2 separate regions of the Gossypium hirsutum genome follow, and region 2 is linked to region 1. Evidence: chromatin contacts called from public Hi-C data. All regions are on one chromosome and are shown on one strand. Each heading gives the region's core, a stretch centred on a gene start, on an enhancer-like site or on the middle of the called end of the contact. The rest is flanking DNA. Distances are from core to core; before and after follow the strand shown.

What was found. A called contact is a pair of places that touch in the nucleus more often than the background predicts.
Region 2: a contact with region 1 is called in a Hi-C map of leaf, with 4 times the contacts expected there. The contact joins the promoter of LOC107900631 here to the promoter of LOC107900629 in region 1. A contact is called at or near these places in 10 of 34 Hi-C or Micro-C datasets (fibers, hypocotyl and leaf).

The regions. Positions count from the first base shown.
Region 1 is chrD06:43,531,534-43,538,337 of Gossypium_hirsutum_v2.1, forward strand. LOC107900629 reads right to left here and starts at 2,631. Exons shown (of 2, transcript XM_016826299.2): 1 at 1,630-2,631. The coding sequence starts at 1,902.
Region 2 is chrD06:43,690,564-43,697,367 of Gossypium_hirsutum_v2.1, forward strand. LOC107900631 (caffeoylshikimate esterase) reads right to left here and starts at 3,052. Exons shown (of 1, transcript XM_016826301.2): 1 at 1,666-3,052. The coding sequence starts at 2,783. The coding sequence ends at 1,755. It overlaps LOC107900630 (helicase-like transcription factor CHR28), which reads left to right. Exons shown (of 13, transcript XM_041095854.1): 11 at 1-73; 12 at 193-402; 13 at 974-1,603. The coding sequence ends at 1,078.

The DNA.
Region 1 (6,804 bases), core at 1,381-3,880:
TATAACCTTCCAATCCAGATTAAGAATGCTTTTTCCAGGAAATTAAAAGAGCATTGTATGTCACATTAGCAAAAACCAAATGAAGTGCTATATAATGACCTAGTTTCTAAGGTTTGACAAATTGATGAATCCAGAGCTGAAGATGGAACTTTTCTGGGCTTAAACGAGAGCAGTAGTAACTACAGAAACACCAAGAACAGCTTCTTCATTAACGCCACCAAGCAAATCCATCCAGCAGGCAGCTTCCAAGAAAGAATCCTAGGTAAAGATGCATGGACTTTACTACCATACATCCACAAACTGACAGCCTACCTAGTTGTTAAGATAAATGTAGCAAATCACCTCTTGGTCGGGAAAAACAAACATATAGAAGAACGGATAACAAGTGGACAAAACTCAAACTACTAATAATGCAGATTTGATGTTTTTAATTGCCTCAACTAATAGTAGAACTACAAACTTTAGTTATTTGAATCAGACAACATCAACCATAAGACTATAAGAACAAAGAAGAGCCTTATAGATCACTAATCAATTTCTCAAATTGACAAAAGAATTTTGGTAATAAATTACACAATATGTTATGACTGTACTAAATTGGTTTCAAATTCTATGCTGTAGTATCGAATGCTTTTCCAAAAATTGACGTTAGGCAGGACAAGTTGCTTACATCAACTAAAATCTATCTTGTCTGTTGATGTAGAGGCAGTTTCCTAACATATTCGGCCCCTCGAATGCAACTAACTATTAACTTCCAAACCTAAACTCTACATTTTCAGTGTCCCCCAATAGGCTCCATTCAAAACACTACCTGGGACATCATGTCTGAAACTTGCAAGGTGCTAACTATCGTGTGAATTGATTTAGACCTATCGCCAACAGGATTCCATGGACATTCTAACATGCCATAGAGGCCTACATTAAACCATTTAGAAGATTTTGAACCGGCTTCTAATTAAACTTAACTTCACAGCAGAGAGACTAGATATTAGCATTGCGTCACTTAGGGGAAGGCTCGAAATAGTAGGTTGGTGAGCCTAGCATCTGCATCAAAATCCATGGAACACAGTAGAGTAGTCTACATGTGTAGCATGCTGAAGGACCAGTGGATACCTTCGGGAAAAGTTTAATAGTTTAATCTAAACTGAGATAGTTCGTCTAATTTGCCCTTAATCTACCATAATTGAAGTGCATCACACATAATATCATTATCCACAGACTCTATGGGTCAATTATCATATTGAAGCTAAAATAGAGCACCATAAGAGCTGAAAATAAGAAGAAAATCAACTGAAGTTTGTGTCCACCATGGTTGACCATTTGTTCCCAATCCGAGATGCTAGCAGACCATTCACTTGTCATAAAGGTCATTGCCTAAACGATCACAAATATAACAACAACACTGTTTTGACCGGCTCCAAAAACAGATCAAACTTTCGAATAAAAGACGCAAAGTTACAAATGCAGGAAAGATGGAAACTTTAAGCTACTGAGATGCGTTATGTCATGAGGCATCAAATTGACAGAAAATTAAGATCTCATTAGCTAACTCTAGAGTTCTAATGTAATTCTAACTTTTTAACAAAATTAAAGAAATCCCAGATGTAGAAACAGAAGGGGGTGACTCACATTTGGTGATGGGTGCCTGAGCTTGCCATTGAAACTAAGCTGAGATTCAAGGTCACCATAATTAGGACCAGTAGGTGAAGAGTTAGGTCTGAGAAAGCGTTCAAAGATGGCCATCACTAAGAACATAGAGATGAGAATGGCAGTAGCAACAAAACCAAAGGACACCGCGTTAACAGAATTGTCAAATTGTCTCCAGTGGTCCTCCCCTCTTTGTATATTCAATGGAGCTCCTATCGGTGACCAACTATACATGTAGCTTTCTTCTTGTCCCATTTTTTCAGCAGTGGGTGCAAAAAAAAAAAAAAACAGAAGTAGTAGCGCCTTACTCAACTCTCATCCCATAGCTCTTCATGTGAGTGAGAGAAAGCAAGGGTTCTTTTTATGGTGTTAAAGTTACGGCAGTACATAAAAGCTTTTACACCAGTACCAAAGCTTCTTGGAGTAGTTTAAACAGGTCAGGTTAGAGGGTTTGCAAGAGAGGAAAAGAGAGAGCAGACAGGGAGACAGAGAGAAGCACGTGGGCTATCTTTACGTGAAGAGGTGAAAAATAGGACTTTGGAATTTGGAGATGGTTTTTCTACCTCTTTTACTACCAGTGATTTTTTTAAAAAAAAATAAAAAGTTGGTGGTGGAAGAACAAACAAAATTCTGGGTATTTGCAAATTAACTGAGAGGCAAATTAAAGTGTCGGAATAGACTTATCATGTCTTCTTCTCTTTTGCCCTCATGTAATCACAATTTACAAGGTCCAAGACTTGGAAGGTTTCAGAATTTACTTTTTTTTTTTAACTTAGGAGCCAAGGTGGCAAGAGAACCTTAGTTGTGTTTTTTTACCTGCTTGCTTTATTGCCACAACCATCCATTTTAATTGCTAAACCAGGTAGTCTTTTCAACTTTGAAATCCCCATTTATTAACCTAAGCAGGGGAGTACATGGAGGGGCAATTGTGAAAATAGTTGAAGGATTTTGACAGAAGTTGAAGAATGACAGATTCCAAAGCAAAGAAATTGCAGTGATACATACACACAAAAAGAAATAGGAAACGAAGTACTGCAACAAGAGAACTGATACAAAATCATAAAAACAAAAAAGTTATCATCATCCATCAGTTTCTTTCTTTCTTCTTCAATCTTGAATAGGGCAACTCAGAGACAGTGGTCCCCCGGTCAGGACCCTCAACGTTACATGCTTTGTGCCGTGATATTTATGTGGCATTACACATCATTTGTTCACAGCTCCTCCTTGGTGAATCCTCTTCCTAAAAGCATGGTATAAAATCGGGATTCATTTCTCTTGCGATTCTTTTTAGTATAATACACAATTATTTAATCATAATCAAGAATTATGTAAGCCTTTTTGGGTTAATTCCATCAAATGCCCAGAAAACTATATATTTAAAGTTGATGTCGTAAACATGCTAATGTATTAAAAGGCACAGGCGTTAGGGCCAACAGCAAAAACCAATGCAAGGCCCCCTTCAAGTTTGCCTATAAAGGAAGGTGCAGTGGCATCTTCATTCCACAGTGAGTGGAGAGGGCTGTTCCGGTTCCTAAATAGGTAGCCTACTATTCCACGAGACCCATTTTTTCATTAATACTCCACATGCACCATGCCGGGGCATACCCATCTTCCTTGAAGGCGTGGAGGTTGGAATGGGACCGGACCTTATGGCCCCTATTTCTGCCTTCTTCGCACGTGTCACTAGAATGACAATGTAATGGTTATTTGTTTATCATGATTTTGATTCGATTTTTTTAGTTACGCACAAACTTTTGATATATATATTTAAAAATAGAACAAGATTGCATTAAACTACCCAAAAATACAATATAAACTATCCCTAAAGGCATTTGCCATCAAAAGAGGGGGAAAGGCTTGAAGGGCACATTACAAATGAATAAAAGATCATGTTCGGAATTAACATTCAAAACAGAGAAATTAAAACTATTTCCCAGGTGAGTAAGGGCATCTATACATCTATTTTTCTCTCAAATGACATTCTTAAATGTTTTTCCTTCCAGTATTGATAAGAGTGCCTTGCAATCGGAGACAACCGTATATAGCAACATATTATGAATTGATACATTATGAATAAGACTAATAACAACGGTAGCATCGATCTCAATTTCCAAATTTTGCAAATTCGGTCTCATGGCAAGTTAAAGACCATCTCTAAGTCCCTAAAGTTTTTGACGCGATCCTGGCCATATCATGTTTTGAAACAATTCGACAATATTAGAATTGGCCCAAACTCGAGGGGCCCAAGTGCAAAATGAAGCTTTTAGTTCCAATTTGTTAATTTAGTTGCTAGAATAAGGACTTTGATTTATTTATTTTAGTAACTTCAGTTATTATAATATGGGTCTTAAATTATGTCTTGTTTATTAAATGCATTTTTAATTAGCGTCTTGCATTATTGATCTACATCATTTAATTATGACATGCATTTTATGTTCTGCATTTAATGAAGTCATGCATTATATAACTTCCATGTTAATTAAAGTTTGCATCTTTCAATGAAATCATGCATTAAGTAATTCATTGTTCATTTAGTTTACATCTTAATTAAAACCAAGTATTTAAGCATCTTAGTTGTTAAATATGTTTGAGTTTGTTTATATTAGTATGTTATTTAATTTGGTTGTTATTTTTTTAATACTTAAGTTATAGTGTGTTTAATTTTTCTTAAATAAATTGACTGTGTGATTGTTGTAGGAAAGTCCAAAAGGCTGGTCACATAACTACAATAGGGCTGTTCGTTTGCCAAGAAGAATCAAATGCTATCACATTCAATTGGCTGTCCAGTTTTGGCATAAAAGAGTGTGCATTTGGTCACTTAATTGCTGGTGCATATTTGGAACGTTTTTGGGGATATTGAAGCACTCAAAGCTCATTATGGTGACTTTTCAAATGGACCAAGAGTGACTCTTCAAGTCTGATCGGTTTCATGTAGTCAAAGTTAGTTATGGTGCTAATTAAGAGATGAATACACAAGCATTAAGGCATTTGGTTAAGGGGAAAATGAAGGGACATTAAGTAGCACATTTAATGGACCAGTAAGCCTTCATCAAGTGAAGAGGCATGACTTTTCAGTTATGCATGAATCAAGTGAAAAGACATGACTCTTTGGCTGCCCATTAAGAGTTATAATCGAATTTTAATATTTTGTTAATAGCTAAAATGAATGTTGAATTTGAATAGTCATAATAATGCCTATAAATAGTTTGTAAGAAAACATTGTTTAGAACGACTTTTTGCTAAATTTTTATGAAATATTTTGAAACTTGTGAGTATTCCAAATCTCCTTGTTCTATTTGGGACTGATCTGATTTATCAAGCTAGGCTTGTGGCGTCTTTTCTTTCCTTTGATATCCGAACTTATAACTTCAAGTGTGGCGTTAGCTATACCTTTGGTTCCTATCTCGTTAGATAATGGGTCAAGGTTTATTTACTGATTTCGCTATACCTTTGGTTGCTTTCTTGTTAGATAGTGGGTCAAGGTTTATTTGCTGATTTCATTTTTTCATTATCCATCTAAGTGCTTGTAAGTCTTGGGTCAAAAATTTCTATATTGTTGGTTCAGCCTTTGCCTTAGCCAAATTTCCTCGATCCATCTTTCAAACTCTTTGAACTCTTGTTTGAGCCTATTTCTATCCGTTTTCAGACTTTCTTGAAACGAAGCATAACTTACTCAGTTTCTCAATCGGGTAAACTATTACGACTCGAAACAACATCAACCGAGTTCGTATCAGTTTTGCTTCTAAGCTATTGGCATGAGGGATGTGTCAATAAGACCCTATGAGCCATTACTCATTTTCATCTCTAATGATAGGTCCAATACTCGCCTTCTAGGGATAGTTAATAGTGAGCCATCTGAATTTAATTTGTCACTCCCTTTTCTAAAGGCTTTCCAACATAATTTTATCAAGATTGGTGTAAAAGGTTCCCTTGTCTTAGCCACAAGTGTAAGGAAAATAATAGCATGTTCAAGGGTGCAAGGAAAGATGTCCATGTTAGCATACTTGGAGTGAAAGATGATATTGTTTCAAGTATTCCGGTTTTCCAAGAGAAAATAAGCAAAGACAATATTTCATGGAAGTGGTGGCTTTCTAAACCATGTTTTATGGAGAACATAATTTGAAAAGCAAATTATTCTAATCCACATTTTAGTAAGAGTAATGTTCCCTGAGTTCCATAGCTTTTTCCACCTAAGTGTTAGAGTATGCCCAAAGATTAATCATGAGATGGTTGTAATAACATACTTGATTTATCATGTTTATTAATATAAGGCGTTACCATTATTATTTCAGTTTCTTTTCTATGTGTATAAATAAACTGTTTTATAATAATGTCCTGAGAATAATATGATTATTCTTAAAAAGTCCTTAGTCAAGTATTATTGTTGGATAGGACAACAATAATGCATTAAGACTAACATGTAGTTGATTGATGATAAAGAGTTGTCATTAATATGGAATGTCAAAATCGATGCATGAATATGTGTGTTAGAGAACAACATATTGGACTGACCCGTTATGAGTATGTTTCTTGGATTATTATGTAATTGTCACAACATTACTCATAGTGATTAATATGTATATGATCCTCAGACTTGAGATCATCATAATCCTAACATCGTGAGTTGTATATTTTGATACAATCAAACGTACACCGTAACTGGTTGTTCTATAAAGGCTGATGTTGGATATACCACGATCTATGTAGAGGGATATGGTTGATCGATATAGGATAAGTCCCTCCTACATAATGGGGGTAATATCTTAGGCCATTTGATTGAGTGAGACTAGAAATGCATGACCATGCTCAAATAAGCTGATATGAGATGTCATACTTATTTGTATATCATAGTCTACTTGAGATATCAAGGAACATGGAATGGACTATGCAAGTGTGACTATTCCATAACTTGTGTCCAATCTAGAGATAAAGGACTTAAGGATTATTGCATGAAAGGTTAATCATAAAAAGGTTATGTTGAATCATGATTTCTTGTGACTTAGGTAGCAATGATGCATTGTTAGGTGTCACTCATTGTTTGTAACATTGGAATCGTTCTAGTATTACTGCTAACGTTACAAAAACCTATAGGGTCACACCCTATAGTTGAAATGAACGGAATAAAACATAGTTGGTATTGTGTTTGGTTGTCGCTTG
Region 2 (6,804 bases), core at 1,802-4,301, 160 kb after region 1:
CAGAAGACTTGATGGAACTATGTCAGTTGCTGCTAGAGATAAAGCAGTGAAAGATTTCAACACCCTACCAGAGGTTTCAATGATTTCTATTCTTCTTTTACCTCTATTATTTTGTACCTTATCATAGAGAGTGTGATATTCTGGTGTTCAGCAAATCTGCTTAATCATGAAATTCATTCCTTTCGCTTGTAGGTATCTGTTATGATTATGTCCTTAAAAGCTGCCAGTCTTGGGCTGAACATGGTTGCAGCTTGCCATGTACTTCTGCTTGATCTTTGGTGGAACCCTACAACTGAGGACCAGGCAATTGATAGGGCACATCGAATTGGGCAGACTCGGCCTGTAACTGTTTTACGATTAACTGTGAAAGATACAGTTGAGGATCGTATTTTGGCTCTTCAGGTAAGCTTTTCCCCACCTATGCAGTCACAATGGTCTGCTTTTCTCTTCGTGTTTAATTCCATAGCTTTATCAAGCTGAAGAGTGTATTTGATGCTGATATGGTTGCTTGGTGCATAGAAAAGAATTGATGTATCTGATGCTGTTAATGGTCTTGAGAAGTTAACTTTCAGTGTTATAAACATGGATAAAGCTGCCCATATGCCACGGAGAAAATTTGAGCTTCATGTGGGCTAAGCCTTGCCTGAATGCCTGAATGCTTATCGCATTATCTATCTAGCATAATCGTAATTAAATATAGTTTAAAACTGAGCATGGAACTATTTTAAATTTGTGTGTCACAAGTCCAGTCATATGGGCAGTGGTTGCTCTTGAAATCCCTGGCCTGGATATAGTACAGCCAGTGGAAACCACAATAGCTGTTGGGAATATATTCATGTTGAAACCAACTTGTGCTGGTTTAATGGCCATATTAAAATGGCTTCCCAGCATCAATAGAACTTGCATGTTTACTTTCTCCAAGAACTTTATTTTCAGTAAGGGTTTGCTTATTTTTTGTTTTCGTGATTGACAGCAAAAGAAGAGGAAGATGGTTGCATCAGCATTTGGGGAGGATGAAACCGGTGGGCGTCAGACTCGCCTCACAGTAGAAGACTTGGAATACTTGTTCATGGCATGATGTGTCACTTTTATAGCTACATCAGTAATTGGCATTAGCAAAACTGGCGGTGCATAGACTTGCATCCCAGGGTCCCGTGCATCATGTTGGGGATGGACAGTCGGATCTCCCACTTCTTCCTGTAGAACACCATTTCACAACCCGTCTTCCCTGCCTAGCAGATGCTATGACAGGCAAGGGGCAAGGCTTTTTGAACAGACGCTGTTAATAGTAGGAGAATTCTCATACCACATAGTCACAAAAGGAAAGTTAAATTTGTTTTGTTGGTCATTGATAGTTCTCAAACCTCACATCACCTATGACATTGTATATGGATATAGGGATAGGGCTCTTCCAAAGATGGTATAGGGTTGGAACCGGGCTATTCTTTTAGTTATGTAAATGATAGGTCCCCTATTTTTATTTTTCTTATTCTTTTCGAAGATACAGAAACTGAAATTTGTAGCATCATCGGTCATTTTGAGTATACTATTTATGGCCCTGCAGTGTATTCATTCATTAATGTGAAAACTTGATTATTGCGAATTAGAACCCTATGCTTTATCCCTGTACTACTTGTTACATTCGTTTTTCAGAATATCCGAATATGATGATAGCATTTAAGTTTATTGAAATTGAATTGCAAATCCTCGTCAACATAATGTTGTTCCAATGAGACAGCGTAAATTAAACCAGTTTAGATCTTTGTGTTACATCTATCATCCAACCAAGACAATATATCAGTACGAACAATCTCAATGTTTTCATCAGGTTCACCAAACAACAAGGAATGCCACATCCCTTCATAGATCTTCAAGGTCTTGTCTTGACTGGATGCTTCCTTGTACAAAGTCCGACTCACTTCCGGATCCGTGACAACATCTGCACTCCCATGGACTACTAGGAATGGGATACTTACATCACGCAGTTTTTCACTCAAAAGCTGAGTCACTCTCAAGAGTTCAACAACTGTCCCCAATCTGGGTTTCCCTCTGTATCTGACTGGGTTCTTGTTCCCAACAATCTTCTTTTCTTCTACTTTGATTGATTTGTGCAGAAGATCTTCGGTTGGTACAATGGCTAAAGTGGGCAAGAAATTGGAGATAAAAGTGAGGGCTTGAGGAATTGGCCATCTGGGTCTAACCTTGTCTGAGATTTTGCACATGGGCGCTACCAAAACAGCTCCTTGGAACCCATTTGGATCAGCAAAATGAACCAACAAACAAAGGGCACCACCCATTGATTCTCCATAAAGGAAACAAGGTAAAGCACCAAAGTTAGGATCTTGCTTGATGAGATTGAAGAAGGAGAGACAGTCTTGGACAACCAAATCAACATGTGGGACATAGCCTCTAAGGCCTTGAGACCTCCCATGGCCTTCCATGTCAAGGGCAAAGCAGGCAAACCCTTTCTGAGCAAGGAAGATTGATGTGGACTGGAAAGTCCAACTTATATCATTGCCATACCCATGGATCACAAAGATGATGCCACGTGGAGGGCCAGAGAGTGGAAGCCATGATCTTGTGAAGAGAAAGAGGCCTCTTGGTGAAGTGTAGAACGATTTTGACCCTTTGATTCCTTGCAGCCTGTAATACTCTTCCTCTGAGATGTCGCCCCAGTAATGAAGGTTTTCTTCTTGTTCCACCATCCTTGGAGAAGAAGTTGAGTAGATCAGATCGTTTTGGGCGTCTGCTTTTGATTGGTAAATAGTTTTGTGGCTGGTCATTTAAAGAGGTTTCTTTATTCTAAGGGTTGGACTAGTGGTTGAGTTGGGCTACCAAGAGATAGGCTTTCTTCCTCTTTTCACCTTCGGCTTCATCGTAGATTTGTATATAAATTATACATTTTTTCCCATCTTTGTGGTATTAAATTTTTTTTTTCTTCAAGCACCTCCATTTTCTTTTTAAATGCTTAACTTAAAAATTGGTGCTAAACTATGTGGTAGATTTATATTTTTTTTTTTGTTAAAAGTAATTTTAGGGATGAGGGTTTGAATTCTATTTGAATAGCATTGCCACCAAAACCCAAGTTTAATAAATTTAAGGAAAAAAAAGCATTTATAGAAAATTGAAAAAGTGAAGATGATATAAAAGTAAAATAATGTTAAACAACTGATATATACAGTTTGATAGTTATATCCGAATTAAATGTTATTTATTCCAATCCATAAATAAAAACTAACTTAATACTGAGAAATATCTTGACGTGGAAACGTAAGAACTTTGAACAAAACCGAAAAGCATGTACAATAGGCGTTTTTTTTTTAACATAAAAATTCGGTTCTGTTTTCAATTTCTCATATAATCTTCTGGGCTTTCTTATTCTTTGGTTTATTTTCATTATTAATATTTTTGTTAATATATATTTCTTATGTCTTAATATTTTTTGATATTTTTATTTTTATAAATATTTCTTAATTATCATTAGCTAATATTTTTAAGATTTTCAAAATGAGGTTAAATAAAAAAATTAAAAATCCAATCGAATCGATTTTTATTCAATATTTCAACCATTTATTCCTTTTCAATCATATTAGCTAGTTCTTTAGCTATGTTTCTTTAAAAAAATACATTAATTGTTAATATAAATTATATATATTTCTTAAGTCATAAAAATATGGTTGAAAATCTTATCAAACATTTTTCATGCATTTTCAGCACTTGCAAAAACTCAAAAACATGTTCTATGTGTGTTTCATAATGTTCCAAATGTTCTTTAGTCAATACCAAAGTATTTAAAGCTGCATAAAATGTTCTCTAAGGCATTTTGGTAACCAAGTATCAATATTTGGGGTTTTACAAGTCAGTAGCCAACAACATTTTCTACAAGGGCATGATATTGAGACTTACTAGGCAAGTCTTGAGACTTGGGTTTGCAAGTCTAGAGACTTAGCCTCTCAATGGTTACTTTTTAGCCAAGTACTAATACCTCCTTGATAAAGATCAAGACTTGAGTAGTAGAAATATTTTTTTCATTTCAAAATTCATGCTTGCAACGGTTTCAAATTACCTCCAATGGCCATAAATGTCTACAAATTTATACTTTGGTATAAACACTCATCAACAATACTTTAAGATTCAATAGAGACATATCCAAGCATCAAAGTCAAGAGAAAAACCTCAAATTCTTTGTTCTTTTATTTTCTCTTGTACATATCTCTTAGATCTTATTGTTAGATCTTTTATTGCTCTTGATCTGTTGTAATTTGACATGACAAATTTGACTTTCTCGATACATTTATGGAGCTTATTCTCAAGCAAAGTAGTGCCTTCTTTGTAGTTTTTTCATATTTTTTAGGTTTTAAGTTAAAAAGTGTATATGTCTTGTTTTTACTCATTTTAAGACCTCAAATTGGCCAATAATGCCATTGGGGGCCTTAACCTATGGTTAAGTGATGTAGGGACATTTTGGAGACTGAAATTGAGCAAGAACGACACCAAAGGAGAGGGTACTGCGATATCCAAACCTTGGAATCACGATACCTCCAACAAACCTGGGATTGGAGACCACCCTTCAGTGGTATCGCGATATCCACCTGCCAAGAAACACCCAAGTTCAAAATTTTTCAAAGTGTCGTGATATCTTGTTCCTTGGTATCGTGATACCAATATCGTGAAGGAACAAAAATGGACAAGAAAGGTAGTCATTGAAGGCTCATTCAAGGGTTTTTTGGATTAGGTCAGAATAGCTGCTATATCAGTTAAAATTTGGCTGAGAGAGGAAAAAATGTCACATTAGCTTAGTTTAGGTTTAATTTTCTCTAGGTTTTCTCTTAGCTTTTCTTTCTCTTCTTCTAGGGTTTCTTATTTTCATTTCCTTAGTTGTAGATTTAACATTTCTTTGCAACTTTTCTTCTTATTTTAGTTTTTTTTAGTGTTAGTTAAGTTAGTTATCACTGTAACTTAAGGTTATTTGTACTTTTAGTTCTTGTACCTAGGTTGTAAGACATTTTTAGATTTAGTTTAATGCATTTCAGTTTATTTTATTTTGCAGTTGTTAAAGTTTGTTTCTTTTATGTTTATTGCTTTAGATTTTCTTGTTGAATGTTTGTTTTCACATGCCTTTTAAGTTTTCTTGCATAAAAATCTCAACTTTTATATTTTTCTCAAGCTTTCTTTAATAGCTTCCATGTTTTTAATTCATATTTTTATTAGCTTTATTTCTAGCATGAGTAGCTAAACCTTTAAGAAATTGGTTGACGGAGATGTGGTGAGCTGATTTTTGGATAAGGGACCAAATCGTAATAAATTAGACTAATTTGAATGAACCTAAAAACTTAAGATTGACGACCTTAAGGGAATATTTAGGCAAGTAAGACCAAGAGGAGATATTGTTGAGCACCAAATCATTAGTCCTAGGTTAACCGGTGAGATCGAGAGAAAATTCAAATTAATTTGTCTAACTTGGTAAAATTGAGACTGAGAGGTAAAATGGATCCATTTTGGGACTTTAAGCAATTTGGATCCCTAATTCAAATATTAGTGAACCACATCAATGTCAACCAACCATCGTTTTTTATTTAATTGTTAATTTCGTAATTTTGTATATTTTACAATTTAGTCCTTGCTACATAGTGTAACACCCCAAACTCGGCCTAAACATTATGGCCGAGTCCGGAGACGTCACAAAGAACGGGTTTTGAAAACTGAGTTGTTTTGATAAACCATTCAACTTTTATAACTCGTATTCATTCATAATTAGTACTGAAAACGTCATTTAATTAGTTTATTTGCCAAAACATAATTTACAGCGAAAGTCTTAAAATCGTTATATTTTAAAAATGGAGTTCGTATTTTTAGAAAATCTTTGTTTTCGTAAAACTGTGATTTTAGACATGCATTGCAATGAAAACGTCAAAAACACATCCAAATCCAAAATAAAAACCAACAGTTTGGAGAGTCCCAAAAATTAGAAAATCTCAAATAAAACCAGAATTATAAATAAAAACCATAGATTACTAAGTTAAAATAGTTCTCAATCAAATGGTCACCGTTGAGCCTCCGCTACACCGACCTGTCTAAATCTGTGGATTAGTTGAACAGTACAGACAAACGAATGTGAGTTTTCATAAACTCAGTGTGTAACAAAATAGAAATAGACATGCTATACACACAGAAGTCGCATACACAATCAGATTCAGACCTAAGACCTTTGCTGATTTAGATAACAGAAACAGATATGCAGAGCAGATATATAGAATCCTACCCCCATCCTCTACGTACGAACTCCGACCATCCCAACGCACCATGTGGGGTTAAAAGCACCCACCCATCCCTACACACCATATCGTGCTGTTACAACACACATCAGATAATATGCAGCCAAGCTACCAGAATATAAGTGATGATCGCCATACAGAACACTTCCTCCACATAAACAAATCCAACCCCAATTAGATATACAAAATTAGAATTACCATGCTTAAATGCTCATATACAGATATCAAATATATATATATCAGACTAATTAGACATACATAACAGTGTCATACGCACAGCAGAACATCAGACTATCAGATCATATAATTTTAGGGTTTGGTAGGCCCACAGTCGATCGAAACAACCCGTGCGACCCTAGGGATAATTTTAGAATTATGGGCCCACATGTCCGTGTGGCCTACACACCCAGATTGGCCTTGCCCATGTGGCCCATACGGCTTGGCCAAAAACCCACACGCTCGTATAGGTCCACATGCCCGTGTGGCCCATACGGCTATACTCACACCACCACACGGCCGTGTCTTGACA